Linked DNA regions of Mus musculus: region 2 is linked to region 1. A link is a contact called in public HiChIP or PLAC-seq data. All regions are on one chromosome and are shown on one strand. Each heading gives the region's core, a stretch centred on a gene start, on an enhancer-like site or on the middle of the called end of the contact. The rest is flanking DNA. Distances are from core to core; before and after follow the strand shown. Region 1 overlaps Hmbox1 (homeobox containing 1). Region 2 has its middle 27 kb from the start of Zfp395.

The links. HiChIP or PLAC-seq counts read pairs in DNA pulled down with a chosen protein or histone mark.
Region 2: a FOXA1 HiChIP or PLAC-seq map of pancreatic cancer cells shows a contact between it and region 1. The contact joins two enhancer-like sites.

Annotation. Positions count from the first base shown.
Region 1 is chr14:64,883,280-64,887,079 of GRCm38.p6, forward strand. The region is part of intron 4 of Hmbox1 (homeobox containing 1); the gene reads right to left. Among named protein-coding and RNA genes, the nearest start is that of Hmbox1, 65 kb to the right of the region's middle. Within about 2 kb of position 1,867, at least 27 of the 459 cell types and tissues checked have an H3K27ac peak or open chromatin away from gene starts, as enhancers often do. A contact at or near this core is called in pancreatic cancer cells, where this site is marked.
Region 2 is chr14:65,329,335-65,333,534 of GRCm38.p6, forward strand. No RefSeq gene overlaps it. Among named protein-coding and RNA genes, the nearest start is that of Zfp395, 27 kb to the right of the region's middle. Within about 2 kb of position 2,742, at least 185 of the 459 cell types and tissues checked have an H3K27ac peak or open chromatin away from gene starts, as enhancers often do. A contact at or near this core is called in pancreatic cancer cells, where this site is marked.

The DNA.
Region 1 (3,800 bases), core at 617-3,116:
CACGACTTGACTCCAATGCTAAGACACTTTGGCAAAGATCCATGGTTGCAAGAACTGGGAAGAGCAAAGCAGACAAGCAGAGCACAGAAAACTTCTGAGGGCTGTGAGGTCACATTGTAATTGTGGGTGTATCCTGTTTGACCCTATAGCATGTGCACTACCAAAAGGGGGCCTACTGCCAGCTAGGAATGCTAGTTCCCAATGACATATCAGCATAGGGTCACTGACTGCCAAAAATGTGCCACTGTGGGAGGTGACAATTATAGGAAACTGAGTAGGCCCTGTGGACCAGGAGGTATTTTGGAAGTTTCTCAAATTTTTGTTCAATGTTGTTGTGAACCAAACACTGTTCTAAAGAATAAAGTTTAGCTTTTAAACTGATATCTTAGTTGGTTTATAACACCTGGTCTAAAGTTCTCTGATTAAGAAAGACAGCAATACTGGTTGGGTTTTTTTTTTTTTTTTTTTTGGCAAAACAACTGATGCATATATATTATTATTATTCTCCATTTTAGAGAAAAGTAACAAGGGAAGTGATTTGAATACAGTTGGAAGTAAAAAGATTAGAAGCAAGATGGTCCAAGTGTCAAATGTAGTTGTAGTTTAAAAGTAGACTAGAACTGGACAAGCAGAAAAAAATGGAGCTGCTATAATGTGAACATCTATGCCTTTTGTTGAAAGCTTTGTCTTTAAGATGGTGATGTTCACATGTGGGGATCTTTGGGAGGGGGTTGTCACATGGGCAGACCTTCATGAATAGGATTAGCACCCTAAGGGGCCTGGAAGACCCTTCACCCTTTCCACCATGTGAAGACACAGCAAGAAAGAAAAAGGAGCATACGAGCCAGAAAAGCAAGTGGTTCCCAGACATGGAACCTGCCTTAGAACTGTGAGAAATACATGTGTATGTTTGTATACTACACTACTCAACTCAGTTTATAGCATTTCGTTACATGGACTAAGAGAACAATCATTTGGTCACACTCCTACATTTTATAATGAAAGTGAGGGTGTGGGTCACACAATGAGTGGATGTCAGAAAGAATGGAATCCCAGTGTCTGCTGGCTTCTCACTGTACCCTAGCAATTCAACACAACTGTAATAAAGTTCTTTAAATTCTGATGCTAACATTTTTTTCTTATTTCTTTAAGAAGACACAACACTAATTAGTATATCTCTTTGGATGATAAGCTCTCACCAACCTTTGACTATTTACTCATTTTTTTCTGAGTATCCCCACTTTTTCCCAGAGATCATTATATTTTTATTTGTTTGTTTTAGGAATGCTTGAACAGCCTAAGGAAACATTTTTGCTGAGAGTAAATATAAAATACATGTTTATTACTAAAGCCAAGGCTATGCTCAACACCCTATCATTGTTAGTGAAAAGCTAGAATCTTGGCCGACCTCTCACAGAGGTAAAAATCTACCCATGGTGGGAGCAGCTGCAACTGTGACGGAATCTACAAATAACATGCTGGAAATTCAGCAGGCACTGTTATTATATCCTGTTTACACTGTCATTTCTCCTATCAGCAGGATATTATTTATACAGACCCCACCCCTGCACTTCTTGTTTATCTTATTATAGAAGCCCTCCACATCTATAAAAAGCAGCCTCTGCATTTGATTCTGGAACAGCACATGTGTCGTAATTTGGCACCTTGCTACACTTTCTTATTTAGCATTTTCTGTGGTTAGGCGCCATCCGTTCTGATTTTTATCTTATGGTTGATCTCACATACTAGAGTCAAACTCAAATGATTTTCAAAGAATCTGCTGTAGAACGACAGAAAAGGATATCTAGGTAATGGTCAATCACTAACTTATTGTTCTTCCAAGACATGAGAATGACTGTTTCTGCTAGGTTCCTGGCTGAACAGGGTGGGGCACAAATGTGACTAATTCATAATACATGAGAAAAACAACTCAGTGAGCTAGCCAATAGATAAAAAATAAATTAGCCTGCTTTTAATTTCCTCACTCTCTTGCTTTGTAGAGTAAAACAAAATCAAACAAACAAACAAAAAACTCAAACTTTCTTAAACACAAAAAAATGTATGTGATGGTTGAACAGGCAAACATCCCAGAATCAGACCTTTGGTGTGCCTCTTGATGTGTAGTTTGAGCTAAACCCAATCAGCTCCTGTATGCCTCAGCCAGCTCTACCAGGCAGGTGGGTGTGAAGTTTTCCACGTGTGCAGTGACAGACCCTCTGAGGATTAAACCTAAGGTGAGTCACTACGCTAATGCCAGGTAGCACCCTAATAGAATGAGGTGTGCTAAGGAGGAATGCATAAAGATGCAAATGGGCAGGAGTCTCAAAACTAAAAGTAGTTAAATTCAGCCGTGAAGATACATAATAGAATTTGGCAATAAGAAATGGGCATAGGGGATACATTATAGAACTTCCTGGGCTGACAAGATGGCTCAGTGGGCAAAGGCATTTGCTGCCAAGGATTAGGACCTGAGTTTTAATCCCTGGAACACACAATAGGAAGGAAAAAAAAAAAAAAAAACCTTTCACCCCAACATACATATATATGCATGTACACACTAAAACAAATTTAAGTATAAGATGTTTCAAATTTTAATATATTCAACTCTCAGAAATATTCAACTTTGCAATTTTGTTCTATCATGTTACAGATTTGTCTGGCTGTCCCTCTATATGTTGCAAATCAGAACACATGTTGATTGTAGTCTGAGAAACTAAAGCAAAGATGCAAAGACAACATCCCATCATGGCATAATCTACTACACTGTGAGTTTCAGTAAAGCCTGCACAATTTACCCTTATAGTGTGTTACACACTGTACTTTAGTTTATTGAAGTTAAATAATTTATCTCATCCATCCTACTGGCAAATACCTAAAGACTTAAATAATTAAATTCACACCTTTCCTTACCATTAAGACTTCTACATTAAAGGACATGTCTAAAAGTCTTTTACGAGCAACAAAGGCATCATTTATAAAAATGAATTATTAGTAAGAGATATATACATGTATGTATCTTAAAGGGTTGGCTGACATTAGGTATAGGGATAAAATTTAATACTTTTAGCTTTCAAGTTACAATTTTATCAAATTAATGAGCAGGCATAACCTCTTAACATTCACTTCAGTATGTACCAGTGTTTGGACCACCGAAGGAACATCAGAGCTGGAAGATCGCTTCTCGGCCTTTTGGCTAAGATCATGTGCAGAGCTGAAAGAGCTACTATGGCTCAGATACCAGCATGTAACCACAAAAGTACAAAAACTGAGGCAGGGGGTTGAAATACCCAAAGGCTTAAGTTTGCAGCCGCATGCTAAAAGTGGTGGTGGCGGTGGCAATTACTGTAACTGTCATCATAGACTGGGTAACAACACAGCAAGTGGAATTGGACTGGAAAGAACTCGTGGTTCCTCTAAGAGCTTAAGGACTAAGGAAGAGCACCCCAACCCAACGATGACTCACTCACACTCAGGGCCTCCATTTTTAAGATGCAATCTGGGTAGAGAAGGACACATACACACCACATGTAGGTGAGGTCTGGGCTGGGTGGAGAATGGATGGGTATAGAGAACAAAGAGAAGACACTGGTGACTCTTATCTTCTCAGGAGGGGTGTGAGGAAGGTTTCACACAGAAATGGTCATTCAAAAGACAACTTTCAGTAGGCGATGGCGGTGCACACATCCCAGCACTTTGGAGGTGGCTGCAAAAGGATCAGGAGCTCAAGGTTGTTATCAGCCATGGAGTGAGTTTGAGGCTAGCGTGGACTGCATGCAACCCTGTCCCAAGGGAAAAAAACC
Region 2 (4,200 bases), core at 1,492-3,991, 450 kb after region 1:
GTACACTTTCCTTTTATAGACCCTCCTACAAGCAATTATATGAGCTAGGCTGAATCCCTTTTTTAAAAGTTTAGAGGTTTAATTAGAAAAGTGGATATATACCCAGACACTATTGCACAATGCCAGAAAGATTTTGCTGAAGGGACCCTGTTATAGCTGTCTTGTATGAGGCTATGCCAATGCCTGGCAAATACAGAAGTAGATGCTCACAGTCTATAAGATAGAACACAGGGCCTCCAGTGGAGAAGCTAGAGAATGCACCCAAGGAGCTGAAGGGGTCTGCAACCCTATAGGTGGAACAACAATATGAACTAACCAGTACCCCCAGAGCTCGTGTCTCTAGCTGCATATGTAGCAGAAGATGGCCTAGTTGGCCATCACTGGGAAGAGAGGCCCCCTGGTGTTGCAAACTTTATATGCCCCAATACAGGGGAATGCCAGGGCCAAGAAGCGGGAATCAGTGAGTAGGGGAGCAGGGCGGAGGGAGGGTATAGGGAACTTTCGGGATAGCATTTGAAATGTATATAAAGAAAAAATCTAATAAATGAATAAATAAGAAAGAAAGAAAGAAAGAAAGAAAGAAAGAAAGAAAGAAAGAAAGAAAGAAAGAAAGAAAGAAAGAGAGAAAGAGAAAAAGAGAGAAAGAGAGAAAGAGAAGTGGGCTTTATGAGAGAGATTTTACAAAACCAGGATTCAAGGGCAGGAGTGAGTGGGGCCAGAGAAGCATGAAAGCCCACCCTTGGGTGTTTAAGCTTGGGTGACCGGGGCACTGTTCTTTACTGACATGAGCTAGAGGAAAAGCTGTTGAGGAAGAGAGTTTGTGATGGTGAAAAGTTTTTTTGAAGGATTTGTTTTAATTTTATGTGTATGAGTGTTTGGCATGTGCACCACATGGGTGCTGTGCCCACAAGGGCCAGAAGATGGCACCGGATCCTCTGAAACTGGATTTGCAAATGTTGGTGAGCTGTTGTGTGGGTGCTGGGAACCAAACACAGGTCCTATGCAAGGGCAGTCAGTGCACTTAACCACTGAGCCATCTCTCCAGCCCCTGAGCCTATTCAGCATTTTTGTTTGTTTGTTTGATTTGTGGTTTTGTTTTTGTTTTGTTTTGTTTTGTTTTGTTTTATTGCTGTTGTTTGCTTGCTTGTCCCTAAGCCTAGTCTGGCCTGATACATCCCTGAGGTGGCCCTCGAGCTCCTGTTCTTCCTGCCTCTGCTCCCCGGGTGCTGTGACTCTAGTCATACCTTTCAAGAGTTGCCTATGGTCTCAGTAAAGCTCTCTGTAGAGGTCACAGGTTGACTCTGTTATCATCTGTGTCAATCTCGAGCAGTTCCTCCAGTTACCTCTGTGTTCACAGCCTTGATTTCTTGGTTTTGCAGGCTATCTTCAGTTCGGAGTTGTTCAGTATTTCTTTGTGGTTAGACCCAGGCTTCCTTCTTTGAGACTGAAGTGTCACAGTGTTTACACCACCATTTCTTACTGTGTCCTCCCAGGCAACACACAGAGTCCACTCATCTCAAGACCTGTGGTTTCCATGATTTGACTAAGATTGTGTCTGTCAGGTTTCTCCAGGGTAAAGTCACCCCCTGTCCCCACCCACCCACCCACCCACCAACCCACACAAACGAACAAGTAACTACTGAAATAATTTGAAAGGTGGTAGAGAGACTGGCCTTACTGGTACCTGTATATTTACAAAGCATCTTATAATTAAAAGAGCTCCGGGCTCTGTCTACTTTTTTGCTCAAAGAAGAAAGGAAAGGAAGGAGGAAGAGGGTGGAGAAAGGGGGAAGAGGAGGGAAGGCAGACATTTGAGGGATACATAGCTCAGTTCTAGCACATTGGCTTAATATATGTACAGCCATGGGATCCTAGCACTTGAGGCCATGCCTGAGGGCCTGCGTTCAACCCATTTTGTAGAAGAAAGTCAAGTCCCACAGCAGACCTCCACAGCAGGTGTTCAGGTTTGATGGCAAGAAGCCTTTTCCACTGAGGCAGCCCCTTTCTGTGGGCACAGGGGTACGCTGATGGACACACACACACACCTCTGCGGCCAGGAAAAGGGTTTTTATGAATCAGGGCAGAGTGAGCCTTGTCAATGCTTCAGGGACAGGTGAAGAAAGGACCTTTGACTCCAGAAATGAGGCACAATAGAGAGAACATTTGTCCCTCATACCCTGCTTTCACTAATACCCACTTGAAGGTGGAAAACATACTGGCAAGGCTGACTTGCTGGCTCAGAGACAGGTGGCAGCGCCCCAGCCTTGGAGGATTCTGGGATTGGGTCCATGTTGTGCGGTCTCCTGCAAAGAACTCAGGTTCTGAGCAAGAGGCCCTTGCCTTGCATTTTGCACAGAGGACCCTACAAGTTGCCCAGTCGGCCCAGGGTGAAGGCATAGTGTGGACTACTCTTGGTCTGGGAATGTTTCTTACTGGCGCTGAGAGGATAGCTCAGTGGGATGGCGCTGAATGTTCTAGCAAGAGCCGGTGATAGAAGTGAAGGATGGGTTCAAGGCCTTCAGAAGGAAGGTTTGGCCTTGGGCTGAAAACAGAGTGAAGATAGAAACTGGCCAGGCAAGGGGGGTGGGGTGAGGGGTGGGGCAGCCCAGGAAAAGCAAAGCACGGAAGGAAACCTGGCGTGGTGCCCAGCCCCAAGGCCGCCTTGGGCGATTGGGTTCTGGTGGCCTGGGTGTCCCTGGCGGTCCGCACAGTCGCCCGCCTGTGGGCACAGGGAGGCGCCACAGTCGTGGCAAGGCCGCCTCTGAGGCCCTGTGTTGGCCCGATGTCCCCCGGCAGGGCGGGCCCGGAGCAGCGTAGGGGCCTCCGTGGACCCGGGCACGTCCGCGCTGCGCGCCCGCCTCCGGCGCGCTAAGGCTAGCCTGGCAGGGAGGGGCCTCCAGGAGGCTCCGTTTGAGGTGATCATGATGGGGCGATCGTGTTGCAAGCTTGGCCGAAGCTTGAGGTGGGGGAGTAGGGGTTGGGGGGGGGGGTGCGAAGCCTGCCTCACATTGGCTGCAGCTCAATGCAGGACCTCACACTGCTGGCCTCGCGCTGCCGGGGGTCATCGACCCCAGCCAGTGGAAGTAGGAGAATCTTTGGTCCACTGTGTGCAGAGGAACGCTAGAGACTCGCGTGACCCCGCCTGCCTCCCCTGAATCCCACCACTTCTTCAACTGCAGCCCCAAAGGGTCTGTGTGCCTAAAGGTCTTAAGCAATTTAAGATGGGCCCTGGAAAAAAATTCTCCTGATTCAGTGAACTGGAAAGGAAGCAGGTTTGGGAACACTTTCAACCTTGACCACCACCTTAGAAAGTAATAGATAGCAGGGCGTGGTGGCGCACGCCTTTAAACCCAGCACTCGGGAGGCAGAGGCAGGTGGGCGGATTTCTGAGTTCGAGGCCAGCCTGGTCTACGAAGTGAGTTTCAGGACAGCCAGGGCTATACAGAGAAATCCTGTCTCGAAAAGCCAAAAAAAAAAAAAAAAAAAAGTAATGGCTTACCAGTATAAACTGGCAAACACGAAAATGTGTAAATAATTAGATTCCTCCCTAAATAAAGCACTCAGAATCCTACAGCCCCAAATCAAATTCTTCATATACTGGAATGTTTCATGTTTTGACATGTCTTGTTTTCTTTACAAGCCTGATAATTCTGCATAAATCATTTACTATCTTGCTTTTAAACTATTTTTGATTAATTTGTCAATGGAGGGGTGGCTTGTGCGGAGGTGATAGGTAACTTTCAGGAGTTGATCCCCTTTTAGCCAAGACTCAGCTTGATCAGGCTTGGGGGCAAGCACCTCTTCTAGCTGAGACATCTGGAGACCCTCCTCTCCCCTGACTTTGGAGTAATTCTCCTGCCTCAATTTTCTAAGTACTGGGCTCACAAGCACCAGCCAGTTCACACCTAGCTTTGCTTTTTTGTGCTTACCGCTCTCACATCTTCCATTTCTTTAAACACATCCTAAAATATGGGTAATGGTTCTATGCTAACATTGTGCAGAAAGACTCAGTGGATTTACTGTCCCTTGACTGCTTAGCTGTGTTGCTGTGGATACCAGGCTTTTTGTAGGTCCCAAACATTTCCTTCTTTGCCTCATTAAAAAAAAAGAAAGAAACAAAAAAGGAAAAACAAAAACAAACAAAAAAAAACATTTAAACTCCTGTGGTCTGACTACGGTGACCTTTGACCAGTTCTTATT